3 separate regions of the Zea mays genome follow, and all the other regions are linked to region 1. The links are chromatin contacts, called in public Hi-C maps. All regions are on one chromosome and are shown on one strand. Each heading gives the region's core, a stretch centred on a gene start, on an enhancer-like site or on the middle of the called end of the contact. The rest is flanking DNA. Distances are from core to core; before and after follow the strand shown.

Region 1 (4,862 bases), core at 1,289-3,788:
TAAATCCTAGAACAACCTTGTATTTGTTACTTCTCTCGCCATATGTCTTGCATATATCAAAACAGAGGATTCTTGGAAAACATTTCACTTTATCTTAAACAACAATCTAACTGTCCTTGTTTTGAAAACTGGGGCACAATAGATTTGTGTTTGGTGTGGATGCAAGCGCAGACTCATTCCGAATGGTGAATTACCAAGATCCGAGCAAGAAAATGAGACAAGGGGTTTATATTGGTTCAGGCTTGTGAATCACCGAGAAACCTCGCTCCGAAAACACCAAAATTCTGTAAAATTTCCAGATTTTGGTGTGTTCCAAGATACAGATTTTGGTCCGATTTTGCGTATTTAGATTCCAAATTCAAAATAATACAAAGTCAAACTTTGGGCAAAGAACAAACTTTAGAATGGTACAAACGAAATTGTAAACCCTGGATGGGGGAGGAGTGAGTGCCTGAGTGGGGCCTGTGGCTTCGGCTGGTCCACGGTCAACATCCGTCTTGACGCTTGACTAGTCAACCCTCTTTTTCTTAACGGAGTACTGATGAGTATTTTATACGAAACGAAACCTGTGGCCTTGTGGTGGGCAGTGAGCCAGTCAGCCAGTGACGGATGGGATGGTGGTTGGAACCGCAAACTAGCAGCCTGTGGTCGGATCCGGAGCAGATTAGATTCGATTCAGTGTCGAGCGATGACATGAAACCATGAAATTGGTTATAGCAATAACTTTCCTGATCTGGATACTGTTTATCTCTTTAATTAATTAGCCAGGGATGCTATATGAAAACAAGTAGAGTTCAAAAAAGGGAATGGAATGGTCAGGCACTCAGACCGGCAGACCGCTTCCAGGTTATTTATCCGTTTGAGCAGCTCCAACGAATCACTACTGTCCGTGTCCGATGGGCAAAATTTTCTATGGACCTGACGACTATCCAATATGCAGCTCCAAAAATTTCCGCGGGTCTGCTTCTGCTCTGCTTGCCCTAAGATCTAGCGTTCGTACGTGCATGTGCCGGTTTGGAATAAACTGATACTAGGAAAAGATTACACGATTGCACGCTGAAATGTTTCCAATTCGCACATTTCCTCCGCACACCGTTATCTTCTCCAAGACTTCCACGCAGCGGAGTCGTGATCCCCGGAGAAAATCACGTGCTCCGCTGTTAAACAAGTCTGGCATGCATGTCTGTGCAAGCAAAGCAAGAGTCCCATTGGCGCGACGCGACGACGCCGCTGTTACAGAAAGCTAATAAGCAGTCATGCATGCATCACCACCCCTAGCTAGCTAGCTGGCAAAGCACGTCAAGGTCATGCGGTCTCTTCCGACCCCGGTTCCTGCAATTGCACTTGCACCCATTATCGGCCGAAACAAAAACTGCCAACGTTTCTAAGATATATACCCCCAGTGATATACACATACACACTAGCGCATCAGGACGTGCATGTGCGGTGGTGGATGAGTGGATCAGATCGTCCGCCTTTGGACGATGACGCTATACGACGTCGACAGTACAGGAGTACGTATATGCCTAGAACAAACGTACTAGAGGCCCAGCAGCGGGTGGAAGAAGACACGCTGCAGCCAGCGTAGCTTTGTTCAGATCTTCGTAAAGTCCATGGGATAAGTAGCTGATCACGCTTTCAAGCTCCGCTGCTGTCGTCTTTAATTTCTTTCTCCTCATGGTCTGGGCCCCCACAAAAGCTAGCTGTGGCTGTCTCTATCCTCCCGTGCCCAGCCCCCGGCCCGGGTCCGTGCAGCCACGAGACGGTCTAGAAGCAATGCACCACATGACTTCCACGCCATTTCTTCCTGCGACGGCAAACCTCAGGGCCACCGCATTGATGAATACAGATCCCACAGCTCTTGTCGCGGCTCCGGCTGTCGATTCCGCCCGCCCGCCCGCTCTTCTAGCTGTCAGGGATGATTTCCAACGGAACAAAATGCCTCCCTCGTCTAAAAAAACACACGAGGGAAATGCAGGTCAGGATCGAAGAATTTTTTTCAGTGATAATAATCATCGCCGCCAGAGGCCATGGAAAAACGTAGAGTATTCCTTCTGCCTTCTTCGCCGTCACGGGATCGCCGTGTGAACTGACCAGATCGAGAAGCCGAGGCGGACCAGGGCAGGTCTGGTCAGGCGATGGACCATCTAGAAAAGCACCGAGCGGTGGCAGGGCACGGGCCAACAGCGCCGCGGCACGCACGCACGAGGCACGATCCCGAGTGCCACCACGCCACGACGGGCTCCACCTCCCGCTGACGCCGACCTCATCGCTGACGCCACCACACTCTGCTAATCCCATTCCCATCCATCCACCTTAACCAACGGTCAGGGGCGGAAAGCGAGCGGCCCTCCCCCGCAAACTACTCGACTAAGATCACAATCAGGGCTATGCATTAGCGTCGCCTAACTGGGCCGCGACCCCTGCTTATTTTAATGAACAAGCCCATTCCGTCACGTGGCTGGCTCCAGGTTGGGAAAGTTCAACGAACCCGCCTCCGCCTATATAAAAGCCGCGCCCCGGCCCAGCCCTCGCCTCGCCGTTCAACTCGATCACTTCTTTCCCTTCCACACAACACACAGCTCACTCAACTCCCCTCCCGCTTCGTCAGCTCATCATCATAAACCAAACAGAGAGCTCTCTCTCGGTCGTTCCATTCCAGGATGCTGCTTAACCCGGCGTCCATGCTGGACACCATCCGGCAGCACCTCCTGGAGGAGCCACCAGCGGCGGCCGACGAGAGCTTCGGGATCCTGGTGGCGGACCAGTGGAGCGACTCGCTCCCGTTCCGCACCGACGACGCCGACGACATGGTGGTGTTCGGGGCGCTGCAGGACGCCTTCGCCTACGGCTGGCTGCCCGACGGCTCCTTCGCGCACGTGAAGCCCGAGCCGGTGCGGTCCCCCGACTCCTACTACTCCTCCTCCTACGACGGCTCCTGCTTCGGCGGCCTCCCGTACCCGGAGCAGCCACTGACGCCCGGCAGCGAGGGCGAGGCGGCCGCCACGCCCAGCCCCAGGAGGGAGGAGGCCGCGGCGGCCGTGGCCAGGGGCAAGCACTACAGGGGCGTCAGGCAGCGCCCGTGGGGCAAGTTCGCGGCGGAGATCAGGGACCCGGCCAAGAACGGCGCGCGCGTCTGGCTCGGCACCTACGACACCGCCGAGGACGCCGCGCTCGCCTACGACCGCGCCGCCTACCGCATGCGCGGCTCGCGCGCGCTCCTCAACTTCCCGCTCCGCATCGGCTCCGAGATCGCCGCCGCGGCCGCCGGGGACAAGCGGCCGTTGGCGTTGCCCGAGCCCGCCACCTCCTCGGACTCGTCCTCGTCCTCCACCGGCGGCTCGCCCAAGAGGCGGAAGCGAGGCGAGGCCGCCGCCGCCAACATGGCCATGGCGCTGGTGCCCCCGCCTTCCCAGCTTAGCCGGCCGGCCCAGCCATGGTTCCCTGCCGCGCCGGTCGAGCAGGCGGCGATGCCGCCGCGCGTGGAGCAGCTCGTCATCTAGCTAGCCCCGCGCGTTAAACCGGGCTCGCGGCGAGACAATGAGGCGTGCAAGTGCAACGACGGGTGCGCCGGTGGAAAGCTGAGGAAAACAGGACGATGCCCTGCGCTGCACTTGCGCGAATGCGACGGCGCGCGGAATGCGATAAGCTCGGGAGCAATTGGGGGTCCGGATGCCGCTGTTGCTCCGTGCAACTCGCGCAAGTGGAAAGAAGCTGTCTGTGTGTAGATTCATCCAAGTGTCTTGTCTGCAAACGGATTTTCGGTATATGCGTCCTTGTCACCTGTCAGGGTGGTGTGGTGTGAGGGCTTGGGCTTGTGCTGCTGATAAGTTTGGAGATCTGTACAAAGAAAAAACGTAGGGAGAAGATGAGATCAAGAACAGTCGTTGAAAAACAGAAAAGAACCACAAATGGGAGCGCCGTGGTCTGATAAATATCCTGCAGGCTAAACCAGGCGCGCAAGTCAACAGAACAACGACCTGAACTCGTGGCATGGAATCGGAATCGAAATCGAAATCACCACCCTCAAACCAAAACTGCGGAGGCGAAGCTAGCACTAAACAAACGCTGCTGACGTGGCAGGAAGGTGGCTTGCTCACGGCAGCAGTATCGAGACGAGAGGTGGGTACCACAGCTCCAACGTTGGATTTGGACTGAGCCGATTGAGTATGTAACGAAACGATATCATCGTTTGGCTTTAATCTATATCGAGTATTTTGTCTTTATAGATTATAGTTACTATGGTTTAACCAACTGACTTTAATTTGTAAGATCCTATCGTGGTCTAAACAACTCAAACAACTGACTTTAATCTGTAAGATCTGCTAATAAAATAAAAGGCTATAAGCAATAGATAGAAAAAAGAACTGTCAAGTGTCGATAGTTCGGTGGAGCAAGTGGCGCGATGGTATCAGTGTCGCCGTCGTGCTTTGCGGTGGTACTGAAGACGAGAGGGAGGAGACAGATCCGTATTGTGGCTCACCATGCAACGAGTGACGGCAAGAGGCGTCTAGGTGGCAGGATGGAGCCGCCATTGGGGCGCCGGAGCATAGGATTTGAGGTAAACGAGAGGCTTATATCCACGTATTTGTTGTCAATGGGTTTGATTAGTTGGTTCTCTGTTGAAATGAAAGGGTTTGTAAAGGAAAGACACTCTTTAGGTAAGAACCCTAGCTGTTTTTTTCTTCAATTATTTGATTGCAGGATGGCTTGGAGAAGGCAAAGAGCACGTGAACGCCAGCAAGAGATTCTAACTGCCGCAACCATTGTCCAGATCATTGATGAGGAGGAAGAACGTCCTCGTCGTCTCTCTGTAATTGGGAGGGCGACGCTAGCTGCACAGGGCTATTGGTTGGGGGCTA
Region 2 (4,537 bases), core at 554-3,053, 150 kb after region 1:
ACAATTTATTTGCTCTGTTATATTCGACACATTGGGATGGCATTGCCTTTAGGTTGGAGTGATATGCTATATTGGCCTTAAAAAATCAAGTTGAACATCAATATGGACTAATCTGGTGTCACTATGCATATTCATCCATTCATGCAAATCTTGATCACTAATAACGTGTTTAGTTTGAGCATTGATGTAGTACATTATTTTCTCACTCCTCACTTTTTTGTTTAGTTTGTGGAACATAATGAGTTGATCCATCACCATTTCATTCCTTATAGACTAATAATTAGCAATAATATGAGGAACGAGTTCATTCTACCAAATTTGTGTAATAGACTTGTGATGCACCACCTCATCTAAAATGGATTGATTCTTCAAACCAAACACCCCTAGAATTCTACACATTCATGATTCATCATGCTTAGATGAACGCCACAAAGTCAAATTATGCTTAGAACCCTGCTCAATCTTTACGTCGTACCATCTACCAACTTAAGCAACGTGTATATATCTCTGTTAACATTCAACTTGAATGATTTTAACTTACAATACCTCATCAGCAATCCATTAGGTAAGCTAAAGAACAAGCGAACTTTAACAACTATTTTATATGTGCTGCATTGTGATGTATACATCACAAAAAAATAGGAAAGGTAGATTGACCTAAGCAACATCGTATGTTGATGAAGCATCACATCAACTTAAGCAACAAGTTAAAGAAGTAGGAGATCGATCTAACAACATTTAGGACTTATTTGATTATTCTCATTCTTTGTGGATTGGAGTGGACGTGAATTAGGAGGGATTAAAGTGGATTTTGACTTATATGAATTTAAACCGACTCAATCTCATCTAATATTTGTGAATTAATTTCAAAACAAACAAGTTCTTAAAAAGGACAATCCAAGGTCAGTAACTGTTGCTATCTATGGTGTCGCTTCCTTCCTGATAAGGAACCTGTCACCCACACAAAGATCTCGGCACACGGAGCTCTCGCTCGCCCGCCCGACAAATAGAGCCCATCCGCCCGTTACCTCTCATCGGACACGGAGCCGCACCTTTCTACCGTCACCTTGCTTTGGTTTGGATTTCACGGGAGCCATCAGATGAGCATAAGGTGAGGCGTCCCTTCTTGAACTGGTACATTAGAAAAGGTGAGAGTATTTTTATTTTTACACTAAGTTGTTGTTTGGTTTACGAAATGTAATATAAACGATAACAGTAATGAATCATACTTAAATATCAGCGGCAAAAAATTTGAATAAACATGTATCAGTTTTTAGTGTGATATCCGACTACGGTTGGATTTAAACAAACATGATTGAACGTTAATCAGTTACCGTTCACACTACAAATATATGAATCAAACAACATCCAAGCTTTTTTATATTTTTTACTTAAAAAATTACAACAGAACAAAGTCAGATAGAGAACTCGGTTTCGAAAACAGGAACAAATATATGCTAACAACGATACCATAATGTTAATCAGACATTTCGAACCTAGAACAAAGACATTGGTACTAATTTCCCAAGAAAATCACCGGCAAGATATAAATATAGACATTTTCTGCCCGCTAGCTAAAGACAAAAAAAACGATGACGACTCTCTAAAATATAAACAAGATATATAAAATTTATCGAATAATATAAAATATAGAAAATCTTTATCTTTAATCAAAAAACAATTGTGTAGTTTCTTTTTCATATTTTAGATTAGCATAAATTATTTTATTGTTACACAGAATTTTCGTTAGAATTACGAGAAATGGTCGTACATTCTTCATAAAACAGGGTGATGAGTCGTACCTGGGCCGCTAGATAGGATTTCCGAGCCACATCGCAGTTTATTCGGTGTTCGAGACTAGAAGCCTGGAGAAACGTTTGTTGTTCTTCCAGAACACGCCCTCGGAATCCTATCGCCTCCCACAGCACACGACGCGCCTTTGCTGAACTCTCTCTGTCGCCATGCTGCCGGCGGTCGCCGCTGCATCCCCCGGCCTCTCACATCTGCCGCGCTACCACCACCTTGGCCGTCGCTTTCACCTCCGCCGCCACCGCCTTCTACCTGCTATTCCGGCCAGGCTATCGTGTGGGGCCACCCACGCCCGCCGCCTTCTCCTTGCCGGCGCGTTCGCAAAAGGGGAGGGTTCTTCAGGACAGGTGCAATGTTGTGTATTCTCTATTCTGAACCCTAATGTCCATAGAATGCTTTAATTGCTCCATGTTAGCAAGAAATTGCGGTATTACAGCAATTTTCAGAATGTTTTGAAATGCAACTAACAAAATTCTGAAATTAGTTTACATGTGGGCGTTTCGCTTATAAAAGACAGTTTGTTACCACTGTTTCTTTTATAGCTCATTTCAGTTGTTCCGAACTTTTGAAATTCAGAATGGATTCTGGAAGTGCAATTTCTTTCAGAGTTGCTGTTGTCTCAACACATCGTTGGTTTTGTTAGGATGTTGATCACTCTGCTGGTGCCACAAATTCTGGGTCTGCATACCTTGGTCTCTTCGTTCGATTGCTTGGCTTGGATAATGACACCCGTGATAGGGAGCATGCTGTTTGCACACTCTATCAATACTCCCTTGGTGGAAGGAAGAGCATCGATGAGATAATGCAATTCCCTGGTTGTATTGTTCTCATCATTAGCCTCCTGAAATCAGAGTCCATTCTTGCCTGCGAAGCAGCCACAGGTCTTCTGCGTAACATTACGTCAGTTCACATATATAGGAAGATGGCTGGTGAGAGTGGAGCAATGGAAGAAATCATTAATCTTCTCTGTAAATCTACAATAACCCCCAAGGTAGCTGCAAATTTAATCACTACAACTCCAATATCTTTTTCTCTCCATTCCATGTTTGTTGTAAAGTAATATAACTGGCTGTTACCATGTCTGGCATGCGTGGTAATAGTTGATATCCATGATACATATAAAAACAATTTTGAACTACGTAATGCATTGTGAAACTGGAAACATAATGGTTTCCTCTTGCAGATTCTAGAGCAGTGTTTGTGTACCATTTGGAACTTTTCTATTGATGAAAAATGGAGGTACAAGGTTCTGAAGAGCGATGTCCTAATGAAGATTGTTGGTTACCTGGATGAAGAAGACATACAAGTCAAAGAAGCCGCTGGTGGTATCATATCAAATTTAGCTTTGAGTTCCTCTAGTCATGGAGCTTTGGTTGAAGTAGGCGTCATCCCAAAATTGGTAAGCTGTAGGATCCCAATGCTAATAATCACATACTTATGTCATGCTTTAATGTTTAAAACATGGAATGCTGTATTAAATCTTAAGTCATGCTAATATTTTGTTGGACTACAAAGTGCTTTTGCCACTTGTTATTATATACTTCCTGAAATTTGTTCCAAATAATCATTCGGGGTTGTTTTTTTAGGTTCATCTTTTGCAAACCAAAGAAGATGACTATAAGATTATTAGAAAGGAAGCTAAAAGTTCACTAATACAGCTGGCCACTGATGATTGTTACTACAGCCTTATAATAGAGGAGGGTCTAGTTCGGGTTCCTTTGGTTGGCTCAGCTGCATATAAAGCCTTTAAACCTCTCCCTCATTCATGGCCCTCTTTTCCTGATGGCTCTAAGATTCAGCGGAGTTCTCATCCCTCAAAGTACGGTGCTACCGAACTGCTCCTTGGCTTGAGTGTCAATGAGAACGATACAAAACCAGATGAAGCTAAAATTAATGCTATGATAGGACGTTCTAATCAGCAATTCCTTGCACGTGTTGGAGCTATTGAGTTGGATGATCAAGGACAAGAGGAATCTGGATCTGAAAAGAATGACATGTATACCATTTTGCCATGGGTAGATGGTGTTGCACGGTTAGTTTTAATCCTTGGACTTGAAGATGTCTCTGCAATCAAAAAGGCTGCTAGAGCAATGGGTGATGCATCAATAAATGAACATATGCGTACCTCATTCAAGGAAGCTGGGGCTGTTAAACCTCTACTTCAGCTGCTCAAGCACAAAGATGTACATGTTAGAGAAGCTGGTGCTTATGCGTTGGAAAAATTATGTGTAAGGTATTTTATCTTTCCTTATTTTAAGTCTTTAATCAAGGTAATCATACCACTTAATGCTCTTTAGAACAAATCTTGGTACCACTTTGCTGGTAACCAACTCTGTATGGGTGCTGTCACTTATAATAAGGTGTTTCTAGGAGATTATAATTTTCTTGATCTCTAGAGTAATGTCATGTTAAACAGAGGAATTTGGCATATTAATAACATTATAAGGCACCCATGAGTTCTATGACCATATCCATAGTCCATTTTTTTCCATCTCTAATTCTCCCACTTCTGTATATAAATCAATCATAAAAATATTCTAGGTGGAAAATGGTTAAACAAAATGCCTAGGTGCTTGGCGAGCTGCTCCTTTTAGCACCTAGGCGGAGCTAGGTGTTGCCTTTTTAAACAAAGGTTTCACAAAATGTATTGATGTATCACCTTCTAAACACCTATATTTATGTCTATGTGCATCTATTTGTTTATCTAATAGAACATTGTTTTTTTGTA
Region 3 (4,360 bases), core at 1,074-3,573, 200 kb after region 1:
TACACATCTAATACGAAACCTTGTCCAAGAATCCATCCGATTAGTGCTTGCAATTCACGAAGCTTACCACCAGCGATGAGACCTCGTAAAATACTTGATACTACAGCTTTAGAGAGCCCACCTTCCATACATCGGTTCAAACAGCCAAGTGCAACCAAGAATTTCCCCTCTTTACAGAGACAGTCAATCAAAAGACTGTAGGTGGTGTCATTGGGAGCAATACCTTTCTCGATCATGTGATGAAGCAGTAGATAGGCCTCATAAGCTTTCCCCAGGAAGTTGAGATAACGGATCAAAGTATTGTATGTCACAACATCAGCGACAAACTCTTCACTTCCAATCAAGCAAAGTGCTTCATGAAGCCTCCCAAGTTTACAGAGACTGTGGATCACAATGCTTAAAGTCCAGCTATTTGGAGCAATTCCCTTCTTGACTATATCGACAAAGAGCTTGACAACAGACAACCATCTCCGCTCATCGCAAAGCCTCCTCATCACAGTGTTGTAGTTGACAACATTGACATGCCATCCAATCTCTGCACTGCACTCCAACAGGCACTTGGCAGCCCAAGCAGTTGACCTGCGGCAAACCCCATCAAGGAGGATATTCAGAGTAATCTCATTGGGCCGCAGACCAACAGACAACATCTTATCTACCAATGCAAAGCTCTTATGTACTCTGCCATCTTTGCATAGTCCATCCATGTAAGTACTGTATGTGATTGTATCCGGTGTCCACCCTTTTGCACTGCTCTCCTCAAGAAGCGCATCTACTTCATTGAAAGCACAAGCCTTGCATAGAGCTTCAACCAGGACATTGTAAGTGGCTGTGCTCGGTGCAAAACCAGCTGCAATCATCGTTTCCAAGAGTTCCTTGGCCTCATGTATCATCCCGCTCGTGCAGTAGGCGTGCAGGATGGGCGTATATGTGTGAGCATTGGGCTGGCACCCTTCCTCCAGCATCAGGTCCAGCACGCCAAGCGCCTCAGCCACCCGCCCGGCGCTGCACAGCCCAGATATCAGCGTCGAGTAGGTGACTACGTCCAGGGCCACGCCGTTCGCCGTCATCCACCTGACGACCTCATAGGCCGCGTCGAACCAATGCAGGCGGCAGGCGTACACCCCGACGAGCACAGTGCAAGCAGCAGCGTCGGGCATGACGCCATCGGTGGCCATGGCGTTTAGCACGGCGAGCGCGGCTCCCGGCTGAGACGCCGATGAGAACGCCGCGGCGGCCGTGGTGAAGCAGGCGGCATCGGGGCGGCGCCCCATGAGGCTCCGCATTTCGTCGAGCAGGTGGAGGGCCCGCTCGGCACCGGCGCCTGGGTGGTGACCGTCACCGTCGACTGAAGCGGCGAGCGCGGACATGAGACGGTTGTAGTCGTAGGGGTGCGGGGACCGTGGTCGCGACGGGAGAGGCGGGGGCGGGGGCTGGTCGGAGTGTTCCTTCGCGATGGCGGCGAAGCGAAGTAGGTAATGTCGAGCGGACTTGGACAGGCGGCGTAGATGCAGGAGACGGGCAATGGGAGGGGAGCGGGAGGGCATAAGGAGGTGAAGAAGACTTGCAGTGACTTCTGAGAGCGGCGGTGGCTGCGGCGGGCTTGCAGCCCGGGGGAGAGGAGGGCGCGAAATTACGCCTCGGTCGGAAAAGTTGCCGGGCTAGGTTTGGCAGAGAAAGGAGCGATGGTGTTGTTGCCTTTTAGTTGCTACCCGCAGTGGACGCAGCCGAAGTTGGAACCGCGCCGCGGCGGCCGCCTCCACCGGCATCCCACGCTCCTCTCCCACTCCGTGCGCCCGAGCCGCGAAGGGGCGCAGACCACCCACCACCCATCGTCTCAGGCTTCGGCACCCCCAGCGTCTGAAGGCAGTCCGCTACTCCGCTCCTCGCGTCCTGTTTCCACTCGCGCGGGATCACCTGGCCGAGACGTGACGTGAGGAGGAGAAGGCGTCGACGTGAAGATGGACAAGGCGGTGGACTGCGACTACGACGATGAACTCCGGTACACCCGCTTCAAGTACCCCTCTTGTTGCTCTGCTTTCTCACGAAGATTATTGGATTAAAGGTCCAACGTATGGAGATGGTTTTGTGCGTACGGGTGAAGCCGGACAAACGTGGGAAAGGAAGAAAGGCGAGAGTAAGGATAATAACATGCAGGTCTCACGTCCCGGATATCAAATGGTGGCGAATTCCATCAATCTCCTTCCTCCTAAACAAATGCGGAGCAAGATCGTTCTCATCCTCTCAATCAAACGCAAAAAAAACTATTTTTTTAAAAGAATAAGATGGGGTACCGTTCCCATCTTAGAAAGTTGGAACAGGCCTATTCCGTCTCTTGTTGTCCCCAAACCAAACGAAATAGCAACGATGGTGCGTGCAATAAGCAAAGCAACTCATTCAACGGCGACGCTCTACCAAAATAATAATAATAATAATTCGGTACACAAATTATTGGCTTTGTTCAGCCATCATCATCTATCTACTTACTAATAAGTACTTACTACGGTGGTACGCCTTTGTATTAGGTATACATTAATCATCATCTCCAGGCTCTTTCTTCTCTTTTCCATGGGGCAAGGCAAAGGAAGCCACTAAATACCTTCGTCGTACTCGTACGCATTTGTGCGAAGACTAAAGTGACGAGAGGTACGGAATTAACGAAATTAATTCGGCCACCACCACTGCTACCGTAGCTTAACGCAATATCCGTATCCCCCGCGCACGTACGTAGACAGAAATGAAACAACGCCTGATTATCACCGATTGGCCTGTATATATAAGAAGCTAGCGTTCTCGACGCCTAAACAGCCTTGTGCATTCATCACTTTCCTGACTCACCTCACTCGATCATCCTCCAGTCTTGTCGTCGCCTGCTAGCTTGAATATTACGCCAGCATCTCGCCAGGAAAATGGCGGGCACTACTCCGCGCCGCTTGCTCCTGGTCATCGTCCCCCTCGTCGCCGTCGTGCCGGCGTCCGCAAAAGACTACATGGTCGGCGACTCGTCCGGGTGGAAGTCCGGAGTGGACTACGCTGCCTGGGCCAAGGGCAAGCCGTTCGCCATCGGCGACACGCTCTGTACGTGCCAAATAAAGCTCGTCGTCAGATTCAGATACGTACAGTACAGTAGCCGCCAATGCTGTGTCCATGCATGCATCATGTTCTCGTATATAATGTCAGTGGCACGTTCGTTCGATCGTCCGCGTGTATATCTCAGTATCTCGTGAAGGAGAAATCCAGTGACCCCGCGCGGCCTGCCGGTTCTTGCGTTGCAGCGTTCCAGTACAGCTCGGCGCACTCGGTGCTGGAGGTGAGCGAGGCGGACCACGGCGCGTGCTCGGCGAGCAACCCGCTGCGGTCGCACCAGGGCCAGAGCACCACCATCCCGCTCACCAAGGCCGGCACCCGCTACTTCATCTGCGGCGCCCCCGGCCACTGCGCCTCGGGCATGAAGGTCGCCATCACCGTCTCCGGCGGCGGCGGCGGCGGCAGCAGCAGCGCCGACAACACCGCGACTCCGTCGGGTCCCTCCGTGCGGGCGACGAACACGAAGCCGGCGTCCGGTGGCGCGACGACGACGGACGAGTCGGACTCCAGCGCGGCTGGCAGCGGCGCCCGCCTCGCGATGGGCCTGCTGTTCGGGGCCGCGGGCCTCGCTGCAATAATGGGCTGAATTGAGGACCCGCTAGGGAAAAGGCAGTGCGGTTTCACGAATTTCCTATTTAGTTTCCTGCGTTCTCTGCTTGCGTCCCCGAGTCGCGAGGCTGAGTGTTCGGCCGTGCATATTTTTCGTATACTTTTGCTGTGTTTTTTTGGGGCTATTCGTTGTTCAATACTGTTGTTTCAGAATAAAATTTCATCCTTGACCATTCCATGCAACTGTTTGACAGTGGACCTGCGAGGGAAGAGCCTTTTCTCACTCGTATTTAAACGGCCGTCGTGGACCTTGACGTCGTCCCAAGCCACTCGACTCGACGACGACATCATGTGGCAAACAGAGGACTCGAACGGCCCACGGCAAAGTATCAATGAATCATCTGTCTTTTTTTTTTCCTTTTCCTTGTCTACTGATGTTGTGGGTGGAACAAGTACTCAAAGACAGTGCAATTCAATGGGGTCATGCAGCGCCTAGCCGTGGTTATTCTATTGGACTCGGGAAGTTTTGCATCTTTTGTCAGTCAAACAATGGTTGCCCGTTTATCTAGGGCTGGACATTCGGGGTTTTTTTGAAACTTTGGTTCGGTTTTTCGGTTTTAAAAAACTTCGGTTTTCTAGACATTAGAAACCGATCCGTTTTCTCGAAAATGAAAAACCCAGAAGTTCGATTTCGGTTTTTTACTTCGGTTTTTCGGTAAAAACCGAA

What was found. A called contact is a pair of places that touch in the nucleus more often than the background predicts.
Region 2: a Hi-C map of leaf shows a contact between it and region 1, with 6 times the contacts expected there. The contact joins the promoter of LOC103646122 here to the promoter of LOC100285687 in region 1. A contact is called at or near these places in 10 of 25 Hi-C or Micro-C datasets (bundle sheath, ear, endosperm and 3 more).
Region 3: a Hi-C map of ear shows a contact between it and region 1, with 2.5 times the contacts expected there. The contact joins the promoter of LOC103646123 here to the promoter of LOC100285687 in region 1. A contact is called at or near these places in 2 of 25 Hi-C or Micro-C datasets (ear and leaf).

What each region holds. Positions count from the first base shown.
Region 1 is chr2:22,114,254-22,119,115 of Zm-B73-REFERENCE-NAM-5.0, forward strand. LOC100285687 reads left to right here and starts at 2,539. Exons shown (of 1, transcript NM_001372319.1): 1 at 2,539-3,888. The coding sequence starts at 2,664. The coding sequence ends at 3,503.
Region 2 is chr2:22,260,828-22,265,364 of Zm-B73-REFERENCE-NAM-5.0, forward strand. It overlaps LOC103646122 (ARM repeat superfamily protein), which reads left to right and starts at 1,804. Exons shown (of 10, transcript XR_562005.3): 1 at 1,804-2,156; 2 at 2,453-2,800; 3 at 2,993-3,208; 4 at 3,396-4,042.
Region 3 is chr2:22,315,566-22,319,925 of Zm-B73-REFERENCE-NAM-5.0, forward strand. It overlaps LOC103646123 (pentatricopeptide repeat-containing protein At3g22470, mitochondrial), which reads right to left and starts at 2,324. Exons shown (of 2, transcript XM_008670844.3): 1 at 1-2,324. The coding sequence starts at 1,544. LOC100283414 reads left to right here and starts at 2,800. Exons shown (of 2, transcript NM_001371935.1): 1 at 2,800-3,075; 2 at 3,273-4,143. The coding sequence starts at 2,907. The coding sequence ends at 3,670.